Linked DNA regions of Capsicum annuum: region 2 is linked to region 1. Evidence: chromatin contacts called from public Hi-C data. All regions are on one chromosome and are shown on one strand. Each heading gives the region's core, a stretch centred on a gene start, on an enhancer-like site or on the middle of the called end of the contact. The rest is flanking DNA. Distances are from core to core; before and after follow the strand shown. Region 1 has its middle 5.0 kb from the start of TRNAY-GUA. Region 2 holds the start of LOC107867632 (cellulose synthase A catalytic subunit 2 [UDP-forming]).

Region 1 (3,699 bases), core at 481-2,980:
CTGCAACCTCGAAATCTTAGATCCGCCTCTGGAGGCTACGGAGTCAGACTAGACTGAAGATGAGGTATGTTTGAGACAGAAGATGATGCAAATAATATGAAATATCACTTATGATCTTTGTTGCTCGGACTCTTCAAAAATGTCTACGGATATATGTCGAAACTTTCAAAAATAGTATATTTTTTAAGAATTCGACATAGATACGACAACATTTTTGAAGAATTCGAATAACTTAAATATATTTCCTACTTACGACTATAAAAATCAACTATGTAAAATTGGAAAAATATTTTCCTCTGTACCGACCTTAACCTACATTGTTTTGTTTGTTTGTCAGAGGATATGCTTGTGGGAGATGTGGAGGGTACTTGATAAGTAGGGGTTTCACCAATGTCTCGAATTCCAAGAGAATGGTTCAGTAAGCATACTCTGCAAGCCTTGAACACCTTGTTGTGTCTTGTTATGCCAGCAACTCTTTGTTGTCCTTTACATCACATGCCATGTTATTTTGTACACCCATCAGTCTTTGTTTCCTCCAACTCATCAGCACAAATACTCCTCCATACAATATCTATGCTACTTGGACAAGTGGAACTACACTAGTGGTAGTATTTTTAATTTGTTTCTTTTGGTACCCCTAATTAGTGAGAGAGCTAGTCTAGGATTACTGAGAAGTAATCACTTTCTCTCTAGGAGGCATTTCATTTGAGGTACTTAATGGGCCTCTTAACTTTGAAACACAAATGTTGGGCTTAAATTGATCCATATAGCAACTTGCAAGCTAGTTATCATACACGCACTCTAAATTAAATAAATCTTGATTACTAGCATAAGAGCGCCTATCGGTGATTTATAAAAATAACGACCCTGGTGGTGGATCGATTTGAAATTTTAACCTCATTTGTCTTATGCGCAAAATTTCATGCAAATTTAACTTCTCAATATGACCTACTCGATCAACCCTAGAACGAGAAGGCGTGTGTGTAACTTCTCAATATGACCTACTCGATCAACCCTAGAACGAGAAGGTTTGTGTAACTTCTCACTATGACCTACTCGATCAACACTAGCTTTCAACTTGAGTCTCAAGTTAAATCCGTCTTTGGTCTCTGTTAGGATTGCAAAGAAAAAAAAAAGAGTACCTTTAATAGTAATACTTCTTGTGCACTAAAGTACTACTAGCATATCATATTAGTTGGTGATCTCGATCCAAAGTAAGTCTTTTGTTCCGTGAAGAAATTGTAGGCTCTTACATACTTGTCTATATATATGGACCAAGGAGAATAGCACTCTACAAAGTACATTTCATCCACACATGTTGAATGAATGTAGGTTCCAGCTTGAGGTCATAAATCAAGCCTAAGAACGTCACATTTACAAGGAGACAAACAAAGTGATGACTAACTAGCTTGAGAGCTATGAAAAAAATTGGGATTTCTCATGGCTTAGATGAAAGAAAATATTGTGTTTTGGAATTCATCTCTCTTAAGCTTTATCTCAACTCTACAAAGACTATTTAGGGATTAATATTTTGATATCCATTCCAGATATAATTCACCACCTTATCTATCTTTAATTAAGAAAAATGTACCTTAACTAATGGGTCGTTTGGTTGGGCAGACAAATGGTATATTCAATTTTTCATAAAGGATGGCTGGGTTAGGTTGTGAAGTAGGAACCATATAGGCATTTGAGCCCACTAATCTTTAGAAATGGAATAAAGTTATAGGCCCCCATGGCCATGCTCCATTCTGGTACTATTGATACATTAGGTAGGTGAGTTCTCTAGGACCAGATTTAGCCATATAGGTGGTAGGCCAGGTTCCTTGGACTACTGAAGGAATTTTTCTACTATGGGTTGGGTTTTAGGCTTGTCTTTGGGTCCGCAAATACAGTGCTCGTCCTCATCGGCTCACTGTTTCATGCCGCTCCATTCAAGCTCGAATTGCCTTAGCGTTACAAAAATTATTCTGATGAGTCCTCATTGGATCAGTATTCGTATCGACAACATCGCTCCATTTAAGCTAATCTCCCGCTAATATTATAAAAATTAGTTTCTCTGGCACTACAAATTCTCCACATATCTTACTATGACCAAAGACTTCTAAATACACATTGGACCTGAAAGTAAACATGCTAACATGATTAAAACTTACTAAAATTTACATATATACACCAAATAAAATTACCTTATTACATAATATACCAATTTGGTAAAGTATTTACACATATCTCAAAATATTTACACAAATTCCTTTATTTTCAATTTTCTTTCTCTTAAACATTATACATCTCTCAACAGATTTTCTCATCCATATTTTACTCCCCCATATCTTCCCACAACACTCGATTTTTACTCCATAATTGAATCCCCTTATTTCGGCAAAATTCAAGAATCGTATATCTGGGGGTTACAATTTGTAAGTTTGAAGATTTTTCTTTTTTTTTTTCAACTTTTTCAATTTTTGAATTTGACCGTATATTGTTGTCGTTGCATGTTTGTTTTACCATATTTTGCAAGTATTTTCAAGTTTCGTAGTTCGATTTTTATGTTTCTTCACATAATACAAGTTCGATTCTTGAATTGTAGATTTTTTTTTTTTTACATATTTTTGTATTTTTCAGTTTATTTTATGAATGCTTGTTTGTTTATAAGGATTTACCACATCTTTGTAAGTATTTTCAAGTTTCGTAGTTGATTCGGGTTAATCGAATTTACTGAAAAAAAATTCTAATTGCGAATGGATTCTTGTCCTAACTTTAGTTTAGGACTTAGTCAGTTAGATTCTAAAAAACAAGATATACCTGTTGGGTTTGTTCCTGGTACATTTGATTGGAAGAACCCAATTTGGCAGAGAATCGTTCAAAGCATCGAACGACCCCACAACAATGAAGAGATTGAAGGAAGCGGCCACTTCCAAATCAAAGAAATCAAGTTAAAAAACGGATAGGAAGTTTGATAATTTCGGTAGACCACGTCTTCCGAAGGTATTGATTAAACATTATACTTTACTTACGTTGCAATATTATTGTATAATATAGTGGAACATACAATTTTGTGCAACACCTATATATAATATTACTATTATGTTATACATTTCATTTTTTTATACATTGGATGTTTTTATTACATATAAGAGGCATTTAAAACTGGGTGTGTTATTATACATTTATGAAATCTTCGTTTTGTATAATGTTTTATTATACATTCTGGCAACATTACATGTCATATATGTTTAAGGTGAAATGTTTAATCTGACATTATAAATTGCATATATTTGATTATTAATGTATAATGTTATTACATAAATCTTATTATACATTGCTTTTCATACTCTTATTATACATAACAAACATTGTATAGTTTAGTTGATATTATACATTTAGGGAGTTTCATAGTGTATAAAGTGACATTATACATCTGAATAGCTAATATATCATACATGTTTTTAATGTGAACTATTTTAGTATGCAACATTATACATTATTGCATCTCAAACATGTGTAAATTTTTGTGTTATTATTGTATTATTTTTTTTATTTCAGGGCATGAAATACCGCATAGACAAAGTCCCGGAGCACCCTTTGCATATTTTGAGCTCATACAACCGTGGTTTTGCTGAAGACATAAAGTCTTATTTTGGAGAAAATGTTTTTGGGGCATTTAGAAATACGTTATTTGGAATTTTTCTTGATCTT
Region 2 (3,699 bases), core at 612-3,111, 77 kb before region 1:
AGATAACTCATGAGGTTAAATTTAGAAGAAAAAAAATGAATGCATAAACCTACTTTGGGAGATCGGGATCATCCAGCTCGTCCCCATCGTTATCACCACCTTTGCCTCCTCCATGCTTAACCACCTGTAGTTTATCATTCTGCTTTTTCTTCCAGTCCTCCATTCTTTCCTTCCATGCAACAGTACCATATCCATAAACTGCCAAATCTTTCTTAGGATCCATAGGGCGAGGCGGCACTGCAAAAGTCAAGCATACCAAACACATTAAGCACTCTCACTGGAAAAAATTGGTCAAAGAATGAAAATTTGCATTAACCAGATTAATTAACTTACAAGACATGGATGAATCTGAATAGGGAACGGGATGAATTTTCTTCCCACGACCCATAAAAGGCGGTACGATGAGTGCATGTTTATCAGCTGAAATTGTATCATCCTACACAACAAAATTACAACTATTTAGCTAAAATTCAAGAGACTGAGAACCAAAAACATGACAATCTTGAGGCATTTACCTCTTGACCATAAGTAAGAAGTGGGATTTCAGAGTTAAGGGCAGCAGGATCTACTTCTGCCGGGGTATTAAGACCAGAAGCATTATAATTGTTAGCGCGGCCAAGGCGAGCAGCTAGTGCAGCCTCAGAAATATGTCTAGGGGTGCCATCATAATCAAATTCATGATCTAAGTCATCAAATTCATCCTCTTCATCATCTCCATCGACTCTGGGACTCCCTTTAATGCGTTTATACCTAGTCTTACATTGAGGACAAGCTTGATTCCCTTCTCTCCTTTCATACTCATAGCAAGGTCTACAAACAGGAAATGCACATTCATTGCAAGCAACAAATGGCTCCCCATCTACTGTAACTTCAATCTCATCTCCACAAATCTGGCAAATCTGTCCACTTAATTCTTTCACAGAAGTTACCTGTAATCAACACACAATTAACAATAAAGTTTAAAACCTCCTTAGATCAAGAACTGGAATCCACAACACCAATTCAGATATTTGTACAAAGAAACACACTTGGACATGTTAAAGGCTTGCCTAATAAAGAATGCCACAGATAAGAAAATCATTTCAGCTTAAAAAGTGGTGGACATAAAGATCCAATATTCACAGGTTTAAATCTTGATATTGCAGATTTACTCCAGGATACAGCTGAACTGAAGAACTAGAAGACAGCCCCCCACCCCCACCCCCCCCACATCTGTACAAAATCCAAGAATCTAGCAAAACGGAAAGAAAAGTTTGAAACTTTATCCTCAAAAATGGCACCTTTTTAGCACAGAAACTGGGAATGAGCAAATGGTAACTTCAAGAAGCAGCAAAATATGGTCAAAAACAACGCACCACCGACAAAAAAAGAACAACTCAGAAAGCCTGAAAGCTTGTTGAAATCACTCAAAATTACTCTAAAAACAGAAAAAAAAGATACATACTCTTCCAACTTCATCAGCATTGATAAGAACAAACTCATTTCTATTATGTGAACCAGCAATAAGCCTCCCTTTAGTATCCATTGACTCAGTCCACAATCAAGAATGGAGATGAACAAAATATTGAACAAAATACCCTTCTCAGTTCAAGCACATTAGAGGCCACTACTATTAGACATTCAAGAAAAGCACTACTACTACTACTACCCTTTACTCTTCTTCTTGTTCTTCTACAACTCTCTTTTATGAGACTGCTTTTAAACACCCCATTACAAGTAAACAACAACTACCTCTTTCCTCTATTTAGAGAAATGAGTAATAATGAGTGAAAATGATGTATAAACATACACATACAAACATATCAGTATTATAGTAATAATGTATGTATTAGGTGTACAAAATTTTGTGTTTGTGTGGTGGTGGGAAGTGGGGGTGGGGGGAATATTATTATACAACTGGAAAATGGAAATTTTTTTTTATTTTTTTTTTGAGAAAAAGAATAGAATTGGTAATGTGAGTAAAAAGACTCTTTTGGGTTTTTGAGATTCTTTCCTTGAAATTTGAGAGAAATTCCAAGTGGATATAAAATCTAATATAATTGGGTTTTACTCTTTTTTCCTTGATAATTTTTAGAGTGAAGGGTGAAAAACATACACAGTAAAATCTCTTTGTAGTGACCCTGTTGTCTAAACATTTCATAGGCGCTATAAAGAGGTGCAGTGCTATATCATTTACCTATATTACTATTTAACTTTTAGATCTCATTTAACTGTTATAAACAAAAGTAAGCATAATTATAAAGAATATGAAATCTATACAATACTAAAAGTGTCAAGAGACTTAGAAATATTATTTGAACTTTAATCATTTATTAAAAGTCTTTGTTTTAGATAAAATCGTTTTTTCGCTATTTTCCTAATATTTAAGAGTTGAAAATTAATTAAATATTTATAGTAAAATATTTTCTTATTAGAAGTTATCAAAATTAATGACAACTAATACCTTTTTCAATAATTTAAGAATTTCAAATCATCTAAAGTTGATTTTAAGAAGATCTGAAAAATCTAGAAATAAATATGAAAGCATTGGAATAAGAAAAATGAGAAGGACTAAATTTTAAAAAGTTTTAAGTAAATAATCAAAGATTTTCCAAAGATTTAACTTTAAAAACAATAAAAGATTTTAAATATAGAAAAAAATAAGAAAAAATAATTATTCTGCAAATATGGTTAAAATCAATCCGTCTCTCCTAGCCTCTAGTAGCAAGGAAAAGAGGTATCGTATGACATACGCAAAAGTGATAATTCATTAACCACTTGAAACTTCTAATGGTAAAATATACATGTGCTTACAATAAAATATATGATATGTTATGTTTATACTATTATATTAAAGTATGAAGGATTTTTGAGCAATGATTTGAACTTTTTACACTTCATTAAAAATCTTCGCAATAGATAAAATCGTCTAATTTTAAATAATCAAAGGTCACGTGCGAGGCACATGCGGTTAAACTAGTATTAAAAAGAAACATAAGTAGTTTTTTCCTCATGAAGTTATGAAATAACTGATGTACACCATTTAAATATAATTTTTCATTAAATTTAAATACTCACACTTGAAATTTATTGTGTACATGCCATAAATGATGATTATCATAAGTATTTTGATATTTTATTTTATACATAATATATTTCTTACAAAATATTATTACATAATATTTGCATATATTGTTATAGAGAGGTAACTTTACAAATAGTGTATCGTCATAATTAACGTCATTGTTGTTACAGGTGAAATGTCGTTATAGAGAAGTAAAATATAATATAAAAAATTAATTTCGGAGAAAATCAGGCCGCTATAGTGAAAATCGTTATAACAAGGCAACGTTATAGAGAGGTTTAACTATAGTAGTTTAAAGTATTCCAATTTTTTGAAGGGTGAATTTTTACTTCGAAAAAGTAAACAACTAATAGTTTGTGCGTGTTTTGATAAATAGTTGATGATACTTAAATACTTTTGATACTTCATAATAAACTCAAAAATCAAAATACTTTAAGGATTTTTTTGGTAGGGTGTATAAAAATAGTGTAAGATATGGTATATTAGTAATGCTTACGTTAGTTATGCTTACATTTTTCTTATGCGTGTTTGATTTGGTATATTAAAAATAAAGTGAATTGAATAATTTCTAAAAACTATTTGTTTACAAAAATATCCTCTATAAACATGATGGAAAAGATGTGAAAAAAAATCTG

Evidence for each region. A called contact is a pair of places that touch in the nucleus more often than the background predicts.
Region 2: a contact with region 1 is called in a Hi-C map of bud, with 5 times the contacts expected there. The contact joins the promoter of LOC107867632 here to the enhancer-like site in region 1. A contact is called at or near these places in 5 of 5 Hi-C or Micro-C datasets (bud, leaf, pericarp and 1 more).

The regions. Positions count from the first base shown.
Region 1 is chr4:189,950,607-189,954,305 of UCD10Xv1.1, reverse strand. No RefSeq gene overlaps it. Among protein-coding and RNA genes, the nearest start is that of TRNAY-GUA, 5.0 kb to the left of the region's middle. Within about 2 kb of position 1,730, at least 5 of the 5 cell types and tissues checked have an H3K27ac peak or open chromatin away from gene starts, as enhancers often do. A contact at or near this core is called in bud, leaf and pericarp, where this site is marked.
Region 2 is chr4:190,028,129-190,031,827 of UCD10Xv1.1, reverse strand. It overlaps LOC107867632 (cellulose synthase A catalytic subunit 2 [UDP-forming]), which reads right to left and starts at 1,861. Exons shown (of 13, transcript XM_016713959.2): 1 at 1,445-1,861; 2 at 516-929; 3 at 334-436; 4 at 54-237. The coding sequence starts at 1,525.